Linked DNA regions of Ovis aries: region 2 is linked to region 1. A link is a contact called in public Hi-C data. All regions are on one chromosome and are shown on one strand. Each heading gives the region's core, a stretch centred on a gene start, on an enhancer-like site or on the middle of the called end of the contact. The rest is flanking DNA. Distances are from core to core; before and after follow the strand shown.

The links. A called contact is a pair of places that touch in the nucleus more often than the background predicts.
Region 2: a Hi-C map of muscle shows a contact between it and region 1, with 2.3 times the contacts expected there. The contact joins the enhancer-like site here to the promoter of EIF2D in region 1. A contact is called at or near these places in 2 of 16 Hi-C or Micro-C datasets (liver and muscle).

The regions. Positions count from the first base shown.
Region 1 is chr12:4,206,172-4,209,921 of ARS-UI_Ramb_v3.0, forward strand. EIF2D (eukaryotic translation initiation factor 2D) reads right to left here and starts at 1,869. Exons shown (of 15, transcript XM_042257013.2): 1 at 1,623-1,869; 2 at 487-677. The coding sequence starts at 1,678.
Region 2 is chr12:4,325,430-4,329,179 of ARS-UI_Ramb_v3.0, forward strand. All of the region lies in intron 1 of MAPKAPK2 (MAPK activated protein kinase 2), which reads left to right. Among named protein-coding and RNA genes, the nearest start is that of MAPKAPK2, 37 kb to the left of the region's middle. Within about 2 kb of position 1,977, at least 23 of the 54 cell types and tissues checked have an H3K27ac peak or open chromatin away from gene starts, as enhancers often do. A contact at or near this core is called in liver and muscle, where this site is marked.

The sequences.
Region 1 (3,750 bases), core at 619-3,118:
GGCTCAGTTGGTAAAAAAAATCTGCCTGCAATGCAGGAAACCTGGGTTTGATCCCTGGGTTCAGAAGACCGCCTGGAGAAGGGAATGGCTACCCACTCCAGTATTCTGGCCTGGAGAATTCCATGGACTAAACAGTCCATAGGGTCACAAAGATCTGACATGACTAAGCGACTTTCATTTCACTGAAACTCAACCCTTTTCAAGACCTCTGCTCCATTCCTGGTCAACCCTCTAGAAACAAGTGTTTCTTCACCTTAGCATTTCCCTCGGCAACAACCCTTGCTTTGTGTTAGCCCTTTTCCCCCCTCCCTTCTATAGCAGTTTCTGGTTTTGCATGATCCAATTCTAGAGACACGAAACACAAAAAAATTCTTAGGGAGATTTTGCATTCATTTGTTTTAAGGAAGACAGGTTAATGGAAGAAACAAGGAGAAACAAATATTAGGCAGAGACCACAGTAAGGGCATCTCTATGCCACTGCCATACCTGTTGGATACAGATTTTTCTCCAGTTCAAACAGGATGGGGTTACCACCACTCACGTACACAGTCACTGCATCTCCTCTGTGAGCATACAGCTTTACAATGTTGAGCTCTTCCTTTCCCGGCACTAACTCAGAGACCTGATCAGTTCCAAGAGTGGGGAAAACAGCTGCCACATCAGCCCGAAGCTTTCTCCTGCAGAGGGCACACATACCTGGTATGAAGGCTGCCTGCATAGATTTTAATAAATATTGAGGACTCAGAAAGACTTACTATTAAAAATCATGAGGACCAAGGAAGTCTGGTTGATGATGCCCTATTCTCACACACTCTTCCAAAACATCCCATTATCTTTCTCATCCAGTGTCTTATCTACTTTCACATGTTCCTGAGGCATGTCTTTGTACTTCACAAAGAAAGAAAGAAAAAACTGAGACCCGGTGAGCAGTCCAAGTTAGCCTGCCACTGGAAACTCAAGTCCTGCCTTCTTGACTCCACGCGTAACTCTTGGATCTGCCCCTTTCTCATATATGGATGGCAAATCTAACAGCTTATGATCAAACAGATACACCAGGGCATCAAGAATGACAACTAGAGAACATTGGTTCTAAAATCCCCAAGGTGATATCTGCGTTTGCAACACTGTCTGAACAGATACAGTTACCACCTATGGCTCATCTACTACCACCTCACCTTCCATGTGTCTCTCCCGCCAGATATGAGAAGTGACTAGACACTTCTCATATACCTGTAGTCCTCTGTACCCCGTCCACTCTCTCCCAAGGGACGCAAAGCTCCAAGTAGGGCAGGGATCCCGTATTCCTTCATTTCTGTAACATCCACGACACTTTGAGCAGACTACAGTCAACACGCGCTGACTGAATAACGTTTCTTTGAAACTCACTAGAATATCCAAAAAAAAAAAGACAGCCTGGGAGATAACTCGGGCCTCCGCTCCCATTTTCACCCTCAAAATATGTCTAACTCACCCTTGCCCCGCTCTGGAGTCCCTTCTCCGGCTGTGCCCCTCGGCCTCCACCCCAGGCCGGCTGACCGAGCACAGAAAGGCTGCGAGCCGGCCAAGCTCGAGAGACGCTGGGATGCCCTCGTGGGCAAGCACGGGACCCTCTTCCCCCTCACCTGTCCGACCCCTTGATGGCCGTGTTGGACTTGACCCGAAAGGCCTTGGCAAACATGTCCGCTGGAGTGGCCTGGGAAAGAGAGGGAGACCACAGACGCCGCGAGCTGTCAGGAAAGCGGATGCACGGCGGCTGCCAGGCCCGCGGCCCTGGGGGCAGCCATGCTGAGGCCCGGCTGGGAAAGCGGCCCGGCTGGAAACCGAGCCCGCTCAGCTTCGCGGCCGCCCCTAGCGGCAAGGCCGGGAACTGAAGCCCGAAGGCGGGACTGCGATTCCTGCTCAGAGCGGTGCGCCCCGCCCCTTCATCCTGGCCGCCTGGTTCTGCGCCTGCGCGAGCGGCAGGCGCGGCTCCCGCTGCAGTAACCCTTCCGGACCAAGAGATTCCGGTCATTTCCATCCATCAGCGCCGTGGTGTGTCGAGTAGGCCCTCTGCCAGCTCTCATCCCATTCAATTTAGTTAAGCTGCGCAAAGTTAATTGAACTTTTGGGTTTTATTAAAATCGCAGGCCTCTCGAATGCTTTCCTTAAGGGCTTTGGTTTACTAAGATCTTTGCATTTTATCGTACACTATGGGCCACAGCTGGAATTCTGAGATTTTTCTCCTCCCTGTTTTTTTTTTATTTTACATGATGTGATAATAACAAGGAATCCACTTTAGTCCCAGATTTGACCTCCTACTGAGAGGGGGAAACTATACAAATGATCTTCAAATCTGTTATTTAAAACAGCTTTGGACATCTTTCTGTACCTTTTACATTCAGGCTTTCCAGGTGGCTGCAGTGGTAAAGAATCCTGCTGCCAATGCAGAAGACGCAAGAGATGCGGCTTCCATCCCTGGGTGCGCAAGATTACCTGGAGTAGGAAATGTCAACCTGCTCCAGTGTTCTTGCCTAGAAAATTCAGTGTACAGAAGAGCCTGGTGGGCTACAGTCCACTGGGTCACAAAGAGTTGTAAGTGACTGAGTGACTAAGCATGCACGCATGTACGTTTTTGCATTTAGACATTATTTCGGGGTGGGGGGGTGTTTCCAAAGCAATTTTTAAAATGTAGAGTGCTCAGGAAAAAATAATTTTTCAGACCTAGTAAGATCAAATTCAGAGAAGGCAATGGCAACCCACTCCAGTACTCTTGTCTGGGAAATCCCATGGATGGAGGAGCCTGGTAGGCTACAGTCCATGGGGTCGTGAAGAGTCGGACACGACTGAGCAACTTCACTTTCACTTTTCACTTTCCTGCACTGGAGAAGGAAATGGCAACCCACTCCAGTGTTCTTGCCTGGAGAATCCCAGGGACGGGGGAGCCTGGTGGGCTGCCGTCTATGGGGTTGCACAGAGTCGGACACGACTGAAGCAGCTTACTAGTAGTAGTAGTAGTAGTAGTAGTAGTAGTAAGATCAAATTATGGTTTGGCTTCTCCCTAGCAGTTTGATCTTTCCCAGTGGTTTATCCTTTCTGAAACTCTTACAATCTCTAAGATGTGGAGGTAATATCCACCTCACTGGGCTTCTGTGAGAAACGATTGAGATGATGTATGTAATATGCTGCACAGTGTTTTGAAATTTTCCAATAAATTGTAGATATTATCCAAAACAAAGAAAAAAAATCAGTCTCAGACAGAAGTAAGAGTTTGGGTTTCCCTGAAAGGGATCACTGTGTACCCTGGAGACACAGATTTAAACACCTGGGGTCCTGGCCCCTACTCAGTTGAATTTTGCTTATGAAAATTTCAGAGCAGAGTGTCCATCCACCAAGAAAAAAAAATCCTAATTGCTTTCATTTGATGACACAGTTACGTAAAGAAGTCCACCTTGGCTATAAAGATTAGATCTTCAGCAGTCTCTGTCCACCACCATTTCTGCCTCTAATGTGGGGCCAGCCCCAACTCCAGCTCCTCCTACACTTCTGACCCATCACGCCTTTATTCTGAGCCACCCAGCCACAAAGTCAAAGTCAGAGGAGCCCAGAGGAGGGGAGGGCCGTAGATCCTTATTCCCTTGGGCTCCCACCCAGTCACACTCAGAGGCTGTGATGCCAGACTCTGTGCTGTTGACCAGTCCTATTGCAATATAGCCACCAAAGCAATGTCTGTCCAAGGAGCTGAGGAAGTTTATTCAAGGGAAGATTAGAAAT
Region 2 (3,750 bases), core at 727-3,226, 120 kb after region 1:
TGCCAAAGCCCACTTCTCCCCGGTGTCCTGGGTGCCCCTGTCCCAGCACCTGGAGCCACCAACAGCTCCGTGAATGAGACGCGTGTGAGCGAGGTGCCCGCTGCCCAACCCAGTGGGGCTCGTGCGGGGGTTTGGAGCAGAGCAGTAACAGCAGCACCGATGTGCGCGCGCTGGTTCACTTGGGCAGGTGGGCGCTGTCGCCATCCTGTTCAGGAGGTGAGCCGAGGCAGTGAATTAGATCGCAGAGACATCACTTGGCCACAAAGGTCCGTCTGGTCAAGGCTGTGGTTTTTCCAGTGGTCGTGTATGGATGTGAGAGTTGGACTATAAAGAAAGCTGAGCACTGAAGAATTGATGTTTTTGAATTGTGGTGTTGGAGAAGACTCTTGAGAGTCCCTTGGACTGCAAGGAAATCCAACCAGTCCCTCCTAAAGGGAATCAGTCCTGGGTGTTCCTTGGAAGGACTAATGTTAAAGCTGAAACTCCAATACTTTGGCCACCTGACGTGAAGAGCTGACTTATTGGAAAAGACCCTGATGCTGGGAAAGATGGGGGGCAGGAGGAGAAGGGGACGACAAACGATGAGACGGCTGGATGGCATCATCAACTCAGTGGACGTGAGTTTGGGTGAACTCCGGGAGTTGATGATGGACAGGGAGGCCTGGCGTGCTGCGGTTCATGGGGTCGCAAAGAGTCAGACACGACTGAACGACTGAACTAGTAGATCAGGAAACTGAGGCACAAAGGGATTCCCCAACTTTGCACGCTTGGCAAGTGCTGGAGCCTGTGAGGGATGGTCCCCGGGGACCTGGGGCTTGTTCTTCCTGTCTTCCGCAGATTGGCCTCGCTGGGGAGCAGCGCCCAGACCCCGGCCTCTGTTTCTTTCCACTTCTCTGGCTCACCTAGGCGTAGAATGCTGACCCCCACCCCCCCCACCACCCCGGGTCGTCATGTGGTCCCGTGATGGAAGTTTCATTTGGTGAGGGATATGAGGCAGACGGTCCTTTTTGCCTCCAGATTCCAGCGAAGACGGAGGCATGGAACAGTGCTTTGTTTTGGATTTAAAATTTTTTGGAATTGGAGTATAGTTGATTTACAGTGTTGTGAGTTTCAGGTGTCCAGCGCGGGGATTCAGCTGTGTGTATGTATATTCACTGCTCTCCAGATTCTTTTCTCGCATAGTTTATCACAGAATACTGAGTAGAGCTCCCTGTGCTATGCAGTAGGTCCTTGTTGACCGTCTGCTTTCTATATAGCAGTGTATATCTGTTAATCCCAAATTCCTAAGTCATCCGTCCCCTTCCCCTTTCCCCATTGGTAACCATAAATTTGTTTTCTGTCTGTGAGTCTTTTTCTCTTTTGTAAATAAGTTCATTTGTATCATTTTTTTTAAGATTCTACATATAAATGATACCATGTGATATTTCTCTCTGCTTCGCTTAGTGTGATAATCTCTCTGTCCATCCGTGTTGCTACAGATGGCATTACCAGTGTATTTATGCACCACATCTTCCCTGTCTTGGCTGTTGTAAATAGTGCTGCTATTGGGATGCACGTATCTCTTTGAATTGGAGTTTTACCCTAGAGGTTCCTCCCCAGGCAGCGGGCACTAGTCTGGCCCTGCCTCCTGGCACCCCTGTAGGCAGGTGGCCTTACCTGTTGCATTGCAGTTTAGCACCTGTGACAGTTAACCTTCTCCACTGGGGAAGGGAATTTCAGAGGCAAACCCTGGGGGGCCCTGGCAAGTCACAGTATCCATTGCAGGCTTAGCATGGGCTTAAAATGTTTTATAATCCCCTCAGGCATTCCTTGTCTCCGGGCCTCTGGCTTTTTGGTGGGAAGACCCTTTCTTCCCTCAGCTGTGGGCCCTCAGGACTGCGGTCTTGGGCCTTTTGGCCTCTCCTGTCCTTGTCCAGGCTGAAGAGGTGGAAGCCTTTCCATGTGACTCTCTTGGCTCCTGGTCAAGCCTATTGCGTTCCTCTGCTGGTGGCCCCTGGCGGCGCACCAGAATCCTGCTTCCTCTCCCTGCCGCTCCTCGGGCCAGAGCTCAGCACCTCCCCTGTTGGTCTCTGCTCAGCCCAGTCCTCCAGATTAGCACGTTCCTGCCAGCCTCTGGGCGCGTCGGTGCCCCACAGCTGTCCACACAGCCTCTTTGGCTCTTCACGGCTCTGCCCCATGACATCAGCCAGCCTGGAAGCCTCACCGGGTCGAAGGTCTTGCTTTCACTGTGGGCCGATTTTTATATCCATTCAAGGATGTCGGACACAACCCTGCCTGTCAGTTACTAGTGTTCGTGGGGATTCTTACTCTGCTTCTCTTAGAATTTTCAAATTCTAAGGGGCTGCAGTACTTTCAAGTACTCCTCTGTCCTGTTTTCTTGTTTTGACAAGCTGAGTAGTGCAGAACTGGGATGCAGATTGTGTGCGACTCGCAAAGCCAGGTTTGTTGTGCTATGTCACTCCACCTCCTCTGCCAGCTACGGAGTGAACTGTGTGCAAATCTGAAGGCGGAATGTGAACCCAGGCTTCCTGGCTGCACGTTCTCTTTTGCCTGATGCCCCACACGTTGCTGTGTCTGAGGTAAAGAGAGCAGGCAGATCCTGCAATGTGTACTCTGAGTTTAGGAGGGGCTGGGGGGCGTGCACGTGGGTTTGGGCCTTGGTGTGTGCTCACTTAGAGAAGAAAATGGCAACCCACTCCAGTGTTCTTGCCTAGAGAGTCCTGTGGACGGAGGAGCCTGGTGGGCTGCTGTCTCTGGGGTCGCACAGAGTCGGACATGACTGAAGCGACTTAGCAGCAGCAGCAGTAGCAGCGTGCTCACTTAGCACAGCTGTGGAAAGTTTGAGCAGAGCTGGTTTCTAGGCGGTGGTCATGGGGCTGCAGACGCAAACCCAGCCTATGGTCTTGCTGGTGACTTGTAACATCAGGGTTTGTCGGTTATATCAGGGTGTTCCAGCCTCACTCAGAGGTGACTGAGAGGGCCCCTGTGCTGTGGCAGCTACACTGATGGCTTGCAGAGGTGAGCGCCTTTCTGATAACAAAGTGTGCTCAGAGGTTCTTTCATTAGAAGCTTGCAGTGGCTCTGTGAGGGAGGGAGGCAGATATTGTAACCCCTGACTCGCAGATGTGGAGCAGGCTCAAAAGGTGACGGTCTCTCCAAGGCTGTGCAACCAGAAATGGACAGATTTCAGACCCAGGCCCAAGTGCCTCCTAACTGCAGATCCTTGACCTCCTGTTGCCTCTGAGTGACTGTGACAGCTTGGGCTTCAGCACTGTGTGCCTGTAGAGGGCGACAGAGGTCTTTCTTTTGGGGCTGCGGGGAGAACTCTTTCTCTTGAACTCTGAATTTAGCAGTCTCACAGCAGCTTCTCACTGGGTTATAAGCATTTTCTGTGTGGCAGCCTTCGCTCACACCCCTTCCCCCAGTTTGAGTTTTTTCAGGTCGTTCAGTTGCTCAGTCGTGTCTGACTCTTTGCGACCTCATGGACTGCAGCCCATCAGGCTTCCCTGTCCTTCACCATCTCCCGGAATTTGCTCAAACTCATGTCCAATGATGCCGTCCAACTGTCTCTTTCAGACTGGGACTCTCTGGTTTTCACATCTAGCACAACGTGTGGTCCATAGTAGGAGCTCTGTAAATGCTTGTTGAATTGAAATACTTTCAAATGAGATTGGCCAGAGTCTCTTCCTCCTTTTCATAGGGTGTGGGAAGGGAAAATAACCTTTTTGAATGAATGAAGTTGAAGGGAGC